Regions from separate parts of the Ovis aries genome. Here region 2 is linked to region 1. Evidence: chromatin contacts called from public Hi-C data. All regions are on one chromosome and are shown on one strand. Each heading gives the region's core, a stretch centred on a gene start, on an enhancer-like site or on the middle of the called end of the contact. The rest is flanking DNA. Distances are from core to core; before and after follow the strand shown.

Evidence for each region. Hi-C and Micro-C count contacts between places; a contact is called where the count stands out from the background.
Region 2: a contact with region 1 is called in a Hi-C map of liver, with 6 times the contacts expected there. The contact joins the promoter of EGR2 here to the enhancer-like site in region 1. A contact is called at or near these places in 11 of 16 Hi-C or Micro-C datasets (blood, liver, mixed tissues and 5 more).

The regions. Positions count from the first base shown.
Region 1 is chr25:17,976,697-17,983,023 of ARS-UI_Ramb_v3.0, reverse strand. The region is part of intron 1 of LOC132658629 (a long non-coding RNA gene); the gene reads left to right. Among named protein-coding and RNA genes, the nearest start is that of ADO, 200 kb to the left of the region's middle. Within about 2 kb of position 3,188, at least 5 of the 54 cell types and tissues checked have an H3K27ac peak or open chromatin away from gene starts, as enhancers often do. A contact at or near this core is called in liver, where this site is marked.
Region 2 is chr25:18,193,234-18,199,560 of ARS-UI_Ramb_v3.0, reverse strand. It overlaps EGR2 (early growth response 2), which reads left to right and starts at 3,376. Exons shown (of 3, transcript XM_027962248.3): 1 at 3,376-3,657; 2 at 6,169-6,277. The coding sequence starts at 3,559.

The DNA.
Region 1 (6,327 bases), core at 1,939-4,438:
ACTCAGAAAAAGCACGTTAGTCACTACACTTCAAAAGTATCACCAGGTTCCTGGGACACCTCTATCTCCTTTTCCAGTTGAGAATCCTCAGCCACAAGGCTAGACTCAGTCTTGCTTCCTTTAAGGCCAGGCACTATTCCTGCAGGCTTCCCAGGTGGTGCTAGTGGTAAAGAACTGCCTACCAATGCAGGTAGAAGTAAGACATGTGGGTTCGATCCCTGGATTGGGAAGATCCCCTGGAGGAGGGCATTGGCAACCCACTGCAGTATTCTTGCCTGGAGAATCCCGTGGACAGAGGGGCCTGGCAAAGCTTTGCAGAGTCAGACTCTACTGAAGTGAGGTAGCACACACACACTATTCCTGTATGTCGTGCTCGTGCTATCGAGCTTTCCATAATTATGAGCGACTTTGCAAGGAACCTCATTGAAATAAATCTTTGGGTTCATCCTTTGCATCTTAATTATTATTTCCTCAGTCTAAATTCCAAAAAGTAGAAATGCTAGGTGTAAGGCTCTGCTCATTCTTAAGGTTTCCTGTGAGTGTTGTCTAACTGTCAGAAAGGCATGTTGCTCTATGCTTCCATCAGTCACAAACAGAAAAGCCTACCATCTTTCCAGTGGTGTGTGCTCTCTCCTTCTGAAGGTTTCAGTTGTGAGCCAGTCATTCCAAGGGCCTAGCCTGTCCTCCTTTCCAGAACAATAGCAGAACAACTCCCAACTGAAAACAAAGATAGAGGCCATCTGATGTGAATATGTCTTGGTTCCCCTACTTAATTTTAAGTTTCACTCTGCAAAGAACAGGAAACACAGATTCTGTGTGCATAAAGGAAGCATTCATTAAATGCTTGATAAGGGAACTCTGAGATGGTTCTGTGGACCTAGCTATGATCCTGGGGGTTATTCTTGACATCTCTCTATTGTTCTCCGTCAGATTACCAAATCCTGGCAAGGTGTTTGACTGCAAATGTGTCTGACCTTCTAAACACCTTTGCAGTCAGCCTCCTCTAAATCATCTTTTCATCTGCCTCTGACCCTGTCTTTGTCGTGTCCTCATCATTTCCCTCGATTGACTGCTTTGCCACCCATTTCTTTTCTTCTGTCCCTCAACCCATTCTCCATGCCACCCCAGACTGATTTTTCTAAATACCTATGTTGTTGTCATTGTTCAGTTGCTAAGTCAGGTACGAGTCTTTGTGACTCCAGGGACTGTAGCCTGCCAGGCTCCTCTGTCCATGGGATTTCCCAGGGAAGAATACGATAGTGGGTTGCCATTCCCTTCTCCAGGGGACCTTCCCAACCCAGGGGTCAAAACTGTATCTTCTGTGTCTCCTGCTTGGCAGGCAGATTCTTTACCACTGAGCCACCTGGGAAGCCCAGAAATACTTATGACCACATCACAGTCCAGTTTCATCTTTGTTTTTAAGCTTGTTCTTATAACCCAGCAGCTCCCTGAAGTGTTCATGTTCCTTTATGTCCTCGTGAGCCATGAGGATTCCATAAGCAGGATTTGTTGCAGGGAGACTCCTTGTTCACTATTTCCCACTACCCCTTCTCCAGGGAACCATCTTCGAAACCATCTGGTTGAACTCCATTTTATAGATGAGGGAACTGGAGGACTCGCATCTTAAACACCTTCCCTTCCCACTTCAAATAGCAAATTTAGGTTTTGCCTGTTAAAATTCAGCTCATCATCTCTTCTAGCAAGGGTTGGGACACTCCTTCTATAAAGCCCAGGGGCCCCTTCTCTGTGTCCTCATAGCACCCCATGTTTATAATCTCTCTGTATTACGACTATTTTTATTTGCTTTTTCATCTTCCTCAGGTAGACTAAATTTCTGAGGGCAAAGACTGAGCCTTATTCAACTTCCTATTTCTACAGACTCTGCTAGTGTACGTTTGGTCATTGCTCCGTGGATGTTTATTGAATGAATAAGTTAATGCTTCGTTATAAATTAGAGAAAAGATCAGTGCTGGTAGAGAAAACACACTGATAGTGACTCTCTTCAAGATGTAGTGACTGGAATCTCAGTGGCCCCCTTTCAAACACACGTGGCCCAGGTGACGTTCCTTCAGTGAAATGCTCTGAAGCGATATGTCCAAGTGGTATGTTTCACTTGGATAGCAAATAGCTCTTTCCTTCAGAGATTTTGTGGGAGAACCAAATCAGGGAGTAGAAAATGTACCTCATCTGTGCATTAGTTAACAGGGTTAGAAAACATTTTTGCTCCAATAGTTGTATACTTTTAAAGTTACCATTTATTGGTACATATATGTCCCCTCCCTCTTGAAACTCCCTTCTACGTTCCACCTATGGCTGATTCATGTGTATATATGGCAGAAACCAACACAATATTGTAAAGCAATTATCTTCCAATTAAAAATAAAGTTTTTAAAAAACATAAGAGCTAAAGCAAGCAGAGGTATAATTCACCTGTTTTTGTCACTGATATATGAAGAATTTTTTCCTTTTGAAAAAAAAAGTTACCATTTATCAAACGGTTACTAAGTACCAGCTCTATTAACCTGTCACGTGCATTTTTTTGTCTATTCCTTATGAAACGATCCTAAGAGTTTAGTGCACGTTAGCGGAGAAGGCAATGGCAACCCACTCCAGTACTCTTGCCTGGAAAATCCCATGGACGGGGGAGCCTCGTGGGCTGCCGTCTATGGGGTCGCACAGAGTCAGACACGACTGAAGTGACTTAGCAGCAGATTTACAAATGCAAAACTTGAGGTGAAAGTGTTAGAAAACAGGCCAAAGCCATGCGGCTAGCAATTGCTTCAAGATTGATCTTTCAGCCTCTAGTGCTCACCCTCTTAATTAAAACATGACACCCTTTCTAAGCACAATCAGTCCTCTTAATTACTCAGTAAAATAGGCTGGGCTTGTTCCCATGTTCCTACTTCACAAAGGAGGACACTGAGCCTGAGTGGTATCAGAACTTGGGATAGGACTCCAGATCTCCTGATCTGTGTCTCCTGACTCTTAGCAATCTACTAGATTTACTAGAACTGCTGTCAGTTTAGTGGACACGTTTTTTTTTTTTTTTTAAGAAAAAGATAAGAAAACCTCAGATGGAGTTTGTTTGGTGACATAGGAAGTTTAGGAATGGCCCCAGCTGCTTTGGTCCTATAAACCCTCAGGCTGGCTGGCCAAGCCTCTGCCTCAGGCATTCTAAGGAAACAGCTCCTCCTTTAGGCCAACAGGAGGAACAGCAGGGACTCACAGACCCAAGCTCCAACTACAGCAGGTATGGTAAAACTCTCCCAGGTACCTTGTGGATATCTTCAAACAGCTTGACTTAGGATGTTGTTGTGTGTCCATTAAAAGATCATATATTACTTAGGACTGTGCAATCGAAAACTGACTTTGCTGGCTAGGATTAAGTCACACGTTAATATCAGCTCAGTGACATTGTAATGCCCAATGCCCACATGTAAGGGAATAAGATTGTGTCTCTTTTTCTCTTTCTCCAAGGTAATGGAGAATAAGAAGGAGAAGCAGAAGATGATTGTAGAGGGAGGGAGTCAGTGTCAGACTAAAGGGAAGGAGCAGACTGGGGCAGGTTGGCCCACGGCTGACCGGAGAAAGAAGAGAAGTGGTTGGGTGTGGGCTCTCTGTAGGGCAGACCCTCTCTCTGCTGCATATAAAGAACAGGACTGGAAGGGGAGGGGTGAGAGGGTGGAGGAGCAATATGGCATGACCTGAGCAAATATGAGACCCAAGGGGAAAAGCACAAGTTGAGATATCTCATTCACACTTTAATTAATATCACTGGCTGAATGTGCATGAAATCTCTTATGAGTTACCAAATCTAGTTCCTAGTTCAGCTCCTAAATTTTCATCCACTTATCTGAGACCAAGCAGTCTCCCAATAATTCATATTCTCTTTGTGGTAGGGATAACTTTAGTATGTATGTGTTGGGGACCACTTTCCTTCCTATGTGGAGAGCTGGGAGGTTATACAGTTATAGCCAAAAAGCAGAGTTTTACTGTCAGAGGTCCCTCAAGTGATACAGCTTGAAGCCCTTGATTGCACCATATAATGAGTCATACTTTCAAATATTGAATATGCAGTCAGTACTAGCTTCTATCTTGAGGCTACCTGGATGGCCTAAGGGTGTCCACATGCCCTTCCCGTAAGTCTGAATCTCAGTGGAATGTGCCCTTTTCCCCACAGCATAGGGATTCCTGAAGTTGAGGGTAAACTTTGGGGCTCTGCTGTGTAGCACTGAGAAAATCCTGCTCCTCCAAAGTCTCACTCTTTCCGTTTCTGAAATGAGAAGTTCGCAAGATTAGGGCTTCTTAGGAATGCCCTGCAGAATCTAGAGGATCTTGGGATGAGGTCCCCTCAGTCTGTCTCATGGACCAGCAAGGCTTCTCTTACATAAGTATATCATGTTGGGTGTCCACTGAATATTTTGTTTGAACAAAGAGCCCACAGCTAAAAACATGTTTAAAAAGTACTGGGCCAGATGATACTGGCTATATCATCTACAATATTTGTTGACCATTTGCTATGTGCCAGGTATTGTTGTCAAGAAAACAGTGGTGCAGAAAAGGAAAAACATTTTCCTGGGAATTCCCTGGAGGTCCAGTGGTTAGGACCTGGTGCTCTCACTGCTGGGCCCTGAGTTCCATCCTTGATTGAGGAACTAAGATCCCACAAGCCATGTGGGATGGCCAAAAATTAACAAGTAACAAACAAAACAGATTTCTTTGTTGTATAAGCTATAATTTAATATCAGGGGCATTCGACCTTCCACCATAGACTTGGCCATGGACACAGAGACCGTATCTTCATCTTTAGATGGGCAACTGCGATGTATACTTTCATACACGTTTAACTTCCTGTTTTCTGGTAGTCTCATTTCCTGGTAATAACTTGAAGCCTAATTGTTAAATATATGGTGTCCAAAGACTCCCAAAGTGTTAAAGGAATGTAATTTTCCTAATCAGGAATTAGGGAAATTGAGCTGACAAAAGAAGCTTTGTAAAAATGGCTTGTTTACTTATAGGAAAATTCTTCTGAAATATATAAAAATAGTATCATGTTTTGTGACTCTTACTTGACAGATTTTTTTTTAATTTAAAAGAATAATATTTCACAGGAAGAAATTAAAAATTTATTGTAATCATTCAGTTAACATATTATTTGTATGGTCTTTTTCATCTTTCATCCACTTGTTTGTATTTAAAACAGAGAAACTAAGATTGAGGGCCTGTTCTGTGACAGGTATTTTTCCGGGCACATTCATTTTCATCTCTTGCTTCACCTAATCACTTACTCTTTGGAGCAATCCTGCAAGAGCTATTTATCAACTTTTAAAGATAGCAAAATCAAAGCTTAATATCTTTCCAAAGTTCATAGAGCCAGTAAGAAGTTCACATTTGAAATCCACAGCTGTCTAATCCTAAAGTCCATTTGTATTTTCCCTACCACTTGGTGCAACCTCTCCACTTGCCCAATATTATTTGTTCATAGTTCTTTGCAATCACCTTTGGGCACATCTCTGAGTAATCATTAGGAAAACCAACGTGATATTTTATCACTTCAAAGGTCACCAGGGAGTTATCTAACTCTCTGTTCATAACTGAAACAATGAGTGTGTACATTACCTGATTTAGCATTCAGGAATATTGGAATGCCAGTATTTTAGGTGCTAAAATCTTCTGTTCTGTTGATAATGTTATCTTATGCGAATTGGCTACCATGTTGCCTTACATTAAGGACACAAAGTCTTTTAACAGTAGGATTTTTACAATAAAGCAGTTTAAGATTTGCAAGAAAAAAATTTTTTTTTCTTTTAGATTATTCCATTCAAGGATTTTTGCATCCAAATAAAACAAGGATAATTGATGAAGATTAGTAAGTTTTATGGCCTCAAGGTCTTCATAATTAAAACTATTAATATAAAATATCTTTGAAAAGAGCTGTAAAATTCCAGATCATGGTGGTTATTATCAGTAACAATTTTCTTAAGTATACATATATCCCCTCTTTCTTGAGGAGATTGTTATTGAGAGTAATCACCATGAAATCTGGAATTTTCCAGCGCTTTTCAAGGATTTTTACAGAAACCAATACAACATTGTAAAGTAATTATCCTCCAATTAAATACACACACACACACACACACACACACACACACACACACATATATTTATATAATTAAAAAATAAACTCCATCCAAGTAGGTCCTGCTGTTAAAGAAAGCCTCTCAGAGGAGGAAGCACTTGAAATGAGTATGGATTATTATGGGGGAGAACATTCGAAGCAAAGACATCAAAGAGACAGAGTGACGTATTTAAGGAGCTGTGTATTAA
Region 2 (6,327 bases), core at 2,127-4,626, 220 kb before region 1:
GATTTGCCCCGTCCTTTTCTCAATGCAGAAAGAAAGCTTCCATAGTACATCTGGCATCATTTGGAAAAACAAAAATTGCTTCCTGTAACCTGGTAATGGAAGCAGACTAGTTTATACGTGCTTAAAAAATCCAGGAATTTCCCTTCCAAGGGTTTTAGAAGCCGTGGGTCAGAAATTATAGATGAAGATTAAATATAAATTTCTCTTTAAAAATTCCAGGAATTTCCTATAGTGAACTTCATTTTTTGTACAATTAGATATATAAGCTGAAAGATTTTAAACTTAAAGGCATAAAAAAGTGTGACTTGGGATGGATATTTTGCTTCGAGCCTTAATGATTAGATTGACAGACTATCACCTATTAACCCGGACCCTAGGTTGATATGCAGCTTGTCATAATGGTGATAAATAATGCACTGATTTACCTTTTATTCTTTGCCAGCAATGGTAAAGTGATCTGTAGATTTGACATGATGTGTTTCCACTAGAAAGACTGCACTTCTCCACTCTATTCATTTTAAATGGGACAAAATTCACATTGTCTGTCATTTCAGTATGGAGAAATTGACAACTAAGGAACATTATTTCATTAAGACTGTCACTGAAACAGAATGCTGATACCAATAAGTATTTCTGTATATGTTCTCTCTTCTTGATGAAATTTTGTTGGCATGCTGCAGAAGCTGAGTGGTAAAAAAAAAAAAAACAAACAAACAACTCAAATGTAAAAATTATAATGCCACTGTCATTATCCGGAAAAGATAATGGCAGAGAAAAGAAGAGTCATAGAAGTTAAAGTCTTTTGAAGGGTGAGAGAAGGGCAGGGACTTTCAAGGAGCCTGGCTGGATTGGCAGCCCTTCGCTCCGGTGTACTAGGCAACGAAGGCAGCCTGGAGGTTTCCACCCACGTTGAACTTTCTTTATTCCACAAATGCACTTTGCTTCCCTGCATCTCTGGGTCTTTTTCATACTGACTCTTTCTCCCTGAAATACTCTATCCACGGACCTTCCCCTAAGCCTCACACATTCTTCAGATCTCTGCTTAGAGAAGCCGACCTAGATTCAATCGGATCCTTTGTCCTTTTTTCTTCATTGGGGTCAAACATTGTCATTGTTTACAATTGTATATTTGTGTGATTGACTGCAAGCTCCAAGGGCCTGGGAACTAGGCTTAGTTTTAGGGATCTGTAGCCTTTGGCATAGCGCCTGACACATAGTAGATGCTAGAGAAATATCTGTTGACTTACGACAGCGTGCGTGCTAAGTTGCTTCAGTCTAAAGTTCACCTTAAAGGAACCTCTGCTTAGGCCAGTACTGCTGCTACTACAAAATAAGATCATAGGGGTCTTACTTCCCCATCCAGATTGTTTGTACCAATGACACATGAATTTGGCTACATGTTGGATGGTGTGAAGCAAAGATTCTCTCAGGCTTCACAACAACTTTGGCATAATCTCAGTTTGGTTTACAGTTCCTGAGATTACCAGATTCATAGTGAGGTGCTGAATGCGGGAAGGCACTTAGCAGTTTTCTCAGCACAGAGGGGCACCTTTAAGAAAGGCTTGGCTGGATGGCAGAGTTGGCAATTAGTCTGTTCATCACTGAGGTTCACAGGGCTCTGCTTTTTGAGTTCAGGATTCACACCCTTGTGTGTGTCCATAGTTAAAGGCAATTATGTTTCACTCCAATATCAGTGTTAGAATGGAAGTGAGTGAAAATGACATGACAATAGGGATAGTTTATAAAAATGTTTAAAAATATTTCCTAATAAATCAAAATACAAATGTTAACAAGTTATTTGTGACATGCCTCAAGGCTGATTTAGTGATTCTCAAGTCCACACTGTGGAAAAAAGCTGAAAACCACTCAGTGGGTAGACCTCGAGGGCCAGCCAGGACCCCCAGGCTGCCTCCCTTCCTCCTCACCCCCATCACGGGGCAGGCCTAAGAGACGCCTCTGCTTCCTTCCTCTTGTACTCTCTGGGTCTGGAATCAGGACAAAGCAAATCAGAATCTGGCATCAATTTGCTACTCTTTATAATAACACTGATCCATCTTGGAGCATTCCATTTACTTGAGCATTCTAACAAGTTTTAAAGAAAAGAATTTATTTGTTCAGCTTTTGATCAGAATAAACTCAACTGCCTAAAAGTAGAGACCACGGTACATCTCTGTATTCAACTGCCATCTTCCGCCTTCTTCCCCTCCCAGGCACAGGATCTTACTCTGTAAACACCTTTACGATTTTGTCTCTGCCTTTTTTTCCCCCCCTCTCTCACACTTCTTCTTCACTCCAGGAAGGATACTGTGGGATTGGCTTCTCTTATTACAAGGGCTATTAGTATGATAGCTTTGTGAGAACCTGGTCACTTCATTCATAGCACGGCCTAGGAAAGCACAAGAACTCAAATTCTTCCTTCAATCTGGGGAGAGGGGTATGTCCATGACAGTACCTTGTCCCATGTTCTTGAAATCCCTGACTTCAGCTTTCCTCTTTTCCTCAGAAATGCCAAAGGAAAAAGATGAAGCTGTCGAAAGTGACCTGTTTCTTTCCTAATGGGCTGAACCAGGCTCCCAGTCCTCGAAGAGCCGTTCTCTTTCTGGAATTGTGTTTTCCGTATGAATAATGTAGCATCCAGAGCACTGTACGTACAGTCGGAAGACCCGGTTGCAAGTTTGGACACCACCACTTATCAGCTGTGCTACTTAGGCAAGTTACTTCAGCTTTCCGAATTTATTACCCATCCTCAGGATGGCTGCCTTGAGATGAGTATGCCTGGATTTTATTCCATTATCACTCTTAAAAGGGGCCGAGGGAGGCAGAGGGAGAGAGAGGAAGAGAAGGACAGAGGGAGAGAGGGAGGGAGGGAGAGAGAGAATCTACTGACCCGTTTCCAGCGGAGGTTCAGGGAAGGCCTCCCAGGACTGGCCCCAGGCACCTTTCCCCGGAGCCTGCAAAGCCTCCTTGCCGCTGCTGTTTGCCCCTGCCCCCAACCCACCCCTGGCGCAAGGCTGGCTTGACGTGGCGCAGCTCATAAGGAGGTATGAGTTGTTGGAAAACTGCGAATAATTCCAGTGTCGGTCACTCCCATTTACTCTAACGAGCTTCTCTGACGGGCCGGGCAAGCCCGCCTCTCCTCGTTGGGGTCCCATCCCCCATCTGACCCCCACTCAGCCTCCTCCTTCGGGAAGGGTAGCCGCTGAAGACTGCGCGGCTCACCCCTTCCCGGGCAGCCCCCGGCCTGCGTCCTGCCCTCTGCGCCCAACTCGCCCGGCACTCGCACTCGGACGTTCAGGAGCTCCCCCTCGGGGCGGCGCGCGGTGGCCGCCCGCGGGGTTGGCAGCGGCGCCCACCGCGGGGCGGCCCCGGTGACTCGCCCGCCTGCCCGCCCACGTGCGTGGAGAGGAACGAAGCGCAACCAGTCGCGGCGCCCGCGCTTGCCGCCGGTGGGTGCCTCACCTCGGAGGCCGGCGGGGGCCGTAACCCGAGCCCCGCTGCCACGACCCATATTTGCATAATTCGGTCCCCCCCCCAACTCTTTCGGACTCAGGGCTGGAGATGCGAGTCGGGCTCCCCTCCGAGGCGTCGTCTTGCCGGTGGTCAGCGCGGGGGCCGCAGGACTGGCCGGAGCGCAGGCGGAGCGGGCTGGCGCACGTGGTAAGAGTGCAGCTTTCTTTTATTCTTTTTAAAGAAACGGGAACTTTTCACGTTTTTGCCGAGGGTGGGGGTACTTCCAACGGTGCTAATCTTGCCGCGACTTCTTGCCTTTCCCCTTTTATTTTTACTCTCCAATTGGAAAAGTGCGCGCAGCGCCAGCAAGAAACTTTCCCAAAATTTCTCTGGTGTTTTAAGTCAGGAAGATGGCCGGCCAATTACGAGGCGGGCAGAGGGAGAAGCGGAGCGCGAGAAGAGGAGCTGAGGCCCCTCACCGCCGCCCCGGGGCCCTGACCGCCGCGCGCGCGCGGGGCCGGGCGGGAGCGGGTTCGCCGCGGCAGGTGAGCGGCGGGAGAGCCGCCTGCAGCGCCGCGCTGCCTCCACGGCGTGGCGCCGTGGCTCTCGGTAGCCCGCGCCCCCACGAGGCTGGGGCTGTCCTGGCTGGCCGCGGGCTAGGGCAGGGCCGGACCCTAGAGGCAGTCCCGCGCACTGTCCCAGGCCTCGGCTGCTTTGGGGGCGGGAAAGGGGTGGCAGGCGGCTGCTCTCCAGGTTTGAGCAATTGAGACCAGCCCCCTACGAGGCCCCGGCCAGGCTCGGAGCGCTCCCAAGGCGGGCCAAGGCGCGCCGGGAGATAGGAGAGGTCAGAACAACCGACCAGAGTCTGGACCTCTGAAAAGTTTAAAAATTGTTTTGAGAACTAAGTATAAAGGTTCTTGTCGGGGCCAGTTTTTTTGTTTTGTTTTTTAACTCTCAAAGGTAAAAGTGTGTACGGTGATGGCGACTCGAAACTGGCGTTAGCGTCACCGTTTGCTATCACTCTGGACCTTGCTGGGCTCTCCGAGGTGGCTCTTGGCCAGGGAAAGGAAGAATATTCCTCTTAATGTGTGTGTTTTGGAGTAAGGCTCGGGTGCGGGCAGAGCGCCCCTCCGGAGGGTTTTGGGGGTGGGGGACTGCGGTGGCGGTCGGTCCAGGCAGTGTGAAGGTGAGGATGGGTGTTTTCGCAGAGCACCCTGTCGAGCAAACCCAGGCGCCGGCTCTTGCCGCCCAGTCACTCTGTTGGAGAGGCGGATGCACGGGCGCGCTGTCAACAGGGAGGTGTGTAGCGTAAGGTGTGCGAGTGGGTGTGTGAAGAAGGCGGCGGGGGCTGGAGTGTGTGTAGCGGAAGTGGAGCGCTTGTGAGTGTAAGAGTGTGTGTGCGTGTGGCGGGGCAGGGTGAGTGTCCAAACCTCCATCTGGACGCCCCCACACAGCCGACCGCCCAGACGCGCCGGGAAGGGCGCCCGCTAAGCGCAGCAGCTGAAGGGGGGCGGGGAGCGCGCGGGCAGAGGAAGGGGGGTGTCTCCGGCTGAGGATTTCTCTCGAAGCTCCCCGCAGTTATCTGCTCCTCTGAGGGTCTACTCCCCCCCACCAAGGTGCCCAAAATACTTAAACAAACAAACAACCCCAAACCTGTTCCGTTTTCGCTCCTGTATAAATAGAACAGACTTTCCAAAAAAGCAATACCGCATTCACTCTTATCACCAGCCACTTCTTTCCACCAAGTAATTCAGAAAAAAGCAGTCAGCTTCCGTGAATGCATGCAGCTTTTTTTTTTTTTTTCTTTTCTGCCTCCTTTTGCTTGCGGTTTTGAGCTGCCAAGAAAGTGAGTAGGGGTTTGACTGTAGTGTCTCGGCTCCGTTCGGTTTCTTTCCGAAGTTTAATTTTCCGGAATGGCTCCCAAACAAGGGCTGGGGAGGCGGAGCTGCCGGCACCGGATCTTCGCCTTTTTTGGAAAGTCCCGGAGAACCGGAATTCCTCCCCGCCCCGGAGGCCTCGCCGCAGCCGGGACCCGATCGCTCTCCCACAGTGGCCTAAGCCGGACCGGTGGCGCGGCCCATCCCTGCCGGGCTCTGAGCCCTGGACCCGGGCTGCGGCTTGGGCCGCCTGCCCCAGACCCCTGCGGGCTGCAAGCTGGGAGTCGCGAGCCCGGAGGAGCCCGCGCAGCCGAGCCCCTATGCAAATAGGCCATGTGACGGCAAAAGCCGCCAGGCCCAGCCCTGTTCCTCAGTCCATATATGGGCAGTGACGTCACGGGCAGTGAGGACCTGCCCATAAATACTTAGAGCAACACTTTCCGTCTAACCGAGAGAGCAGCAATTGATTAATAGCTCGGCGAGGGGACACACTGACTGTTATAATAACACTACACCAGCGACTCCTGGCTTCCCAGCCGGAACCCAGGCGAGAGTCAGTGGCAAATAGCCATCTTTCTTCTTAAAAAACCAGCAACTTGTTTGCTAGTTTTGGATCTGTTAGTTATTTTATTTTATTTTTTTTTTGAGGGGGGTATTTGCTTTTAAGTGTGGAGGGCACAAGGAGATACCAACCTAGGCTCAGTCCAATCCCTCTCCAAAACGGCTTCTCTGACACTCAGGGTAGCGAGGGAGTTGGGTCTCCAGGTTGTGCGAGGAGCAAATGATGACCGCCAAGGCCGTAGACAAAATCCCAGTAACTCTCAGTGGTTTTGTGCACCAGCTGTCTGACAACATCTACCCGGTGGAGGACCTCGCCCCCACGTCGGTGACCATTTTCCCCAATGCCGAACTAGGAGGCCCCTTTGACCAGATGAACGGAGTGGCCGGAGGTAAGCCGCGTGCCCCCTTGGCGAACCGGGCTCACGCCGCTCGGAGGTGG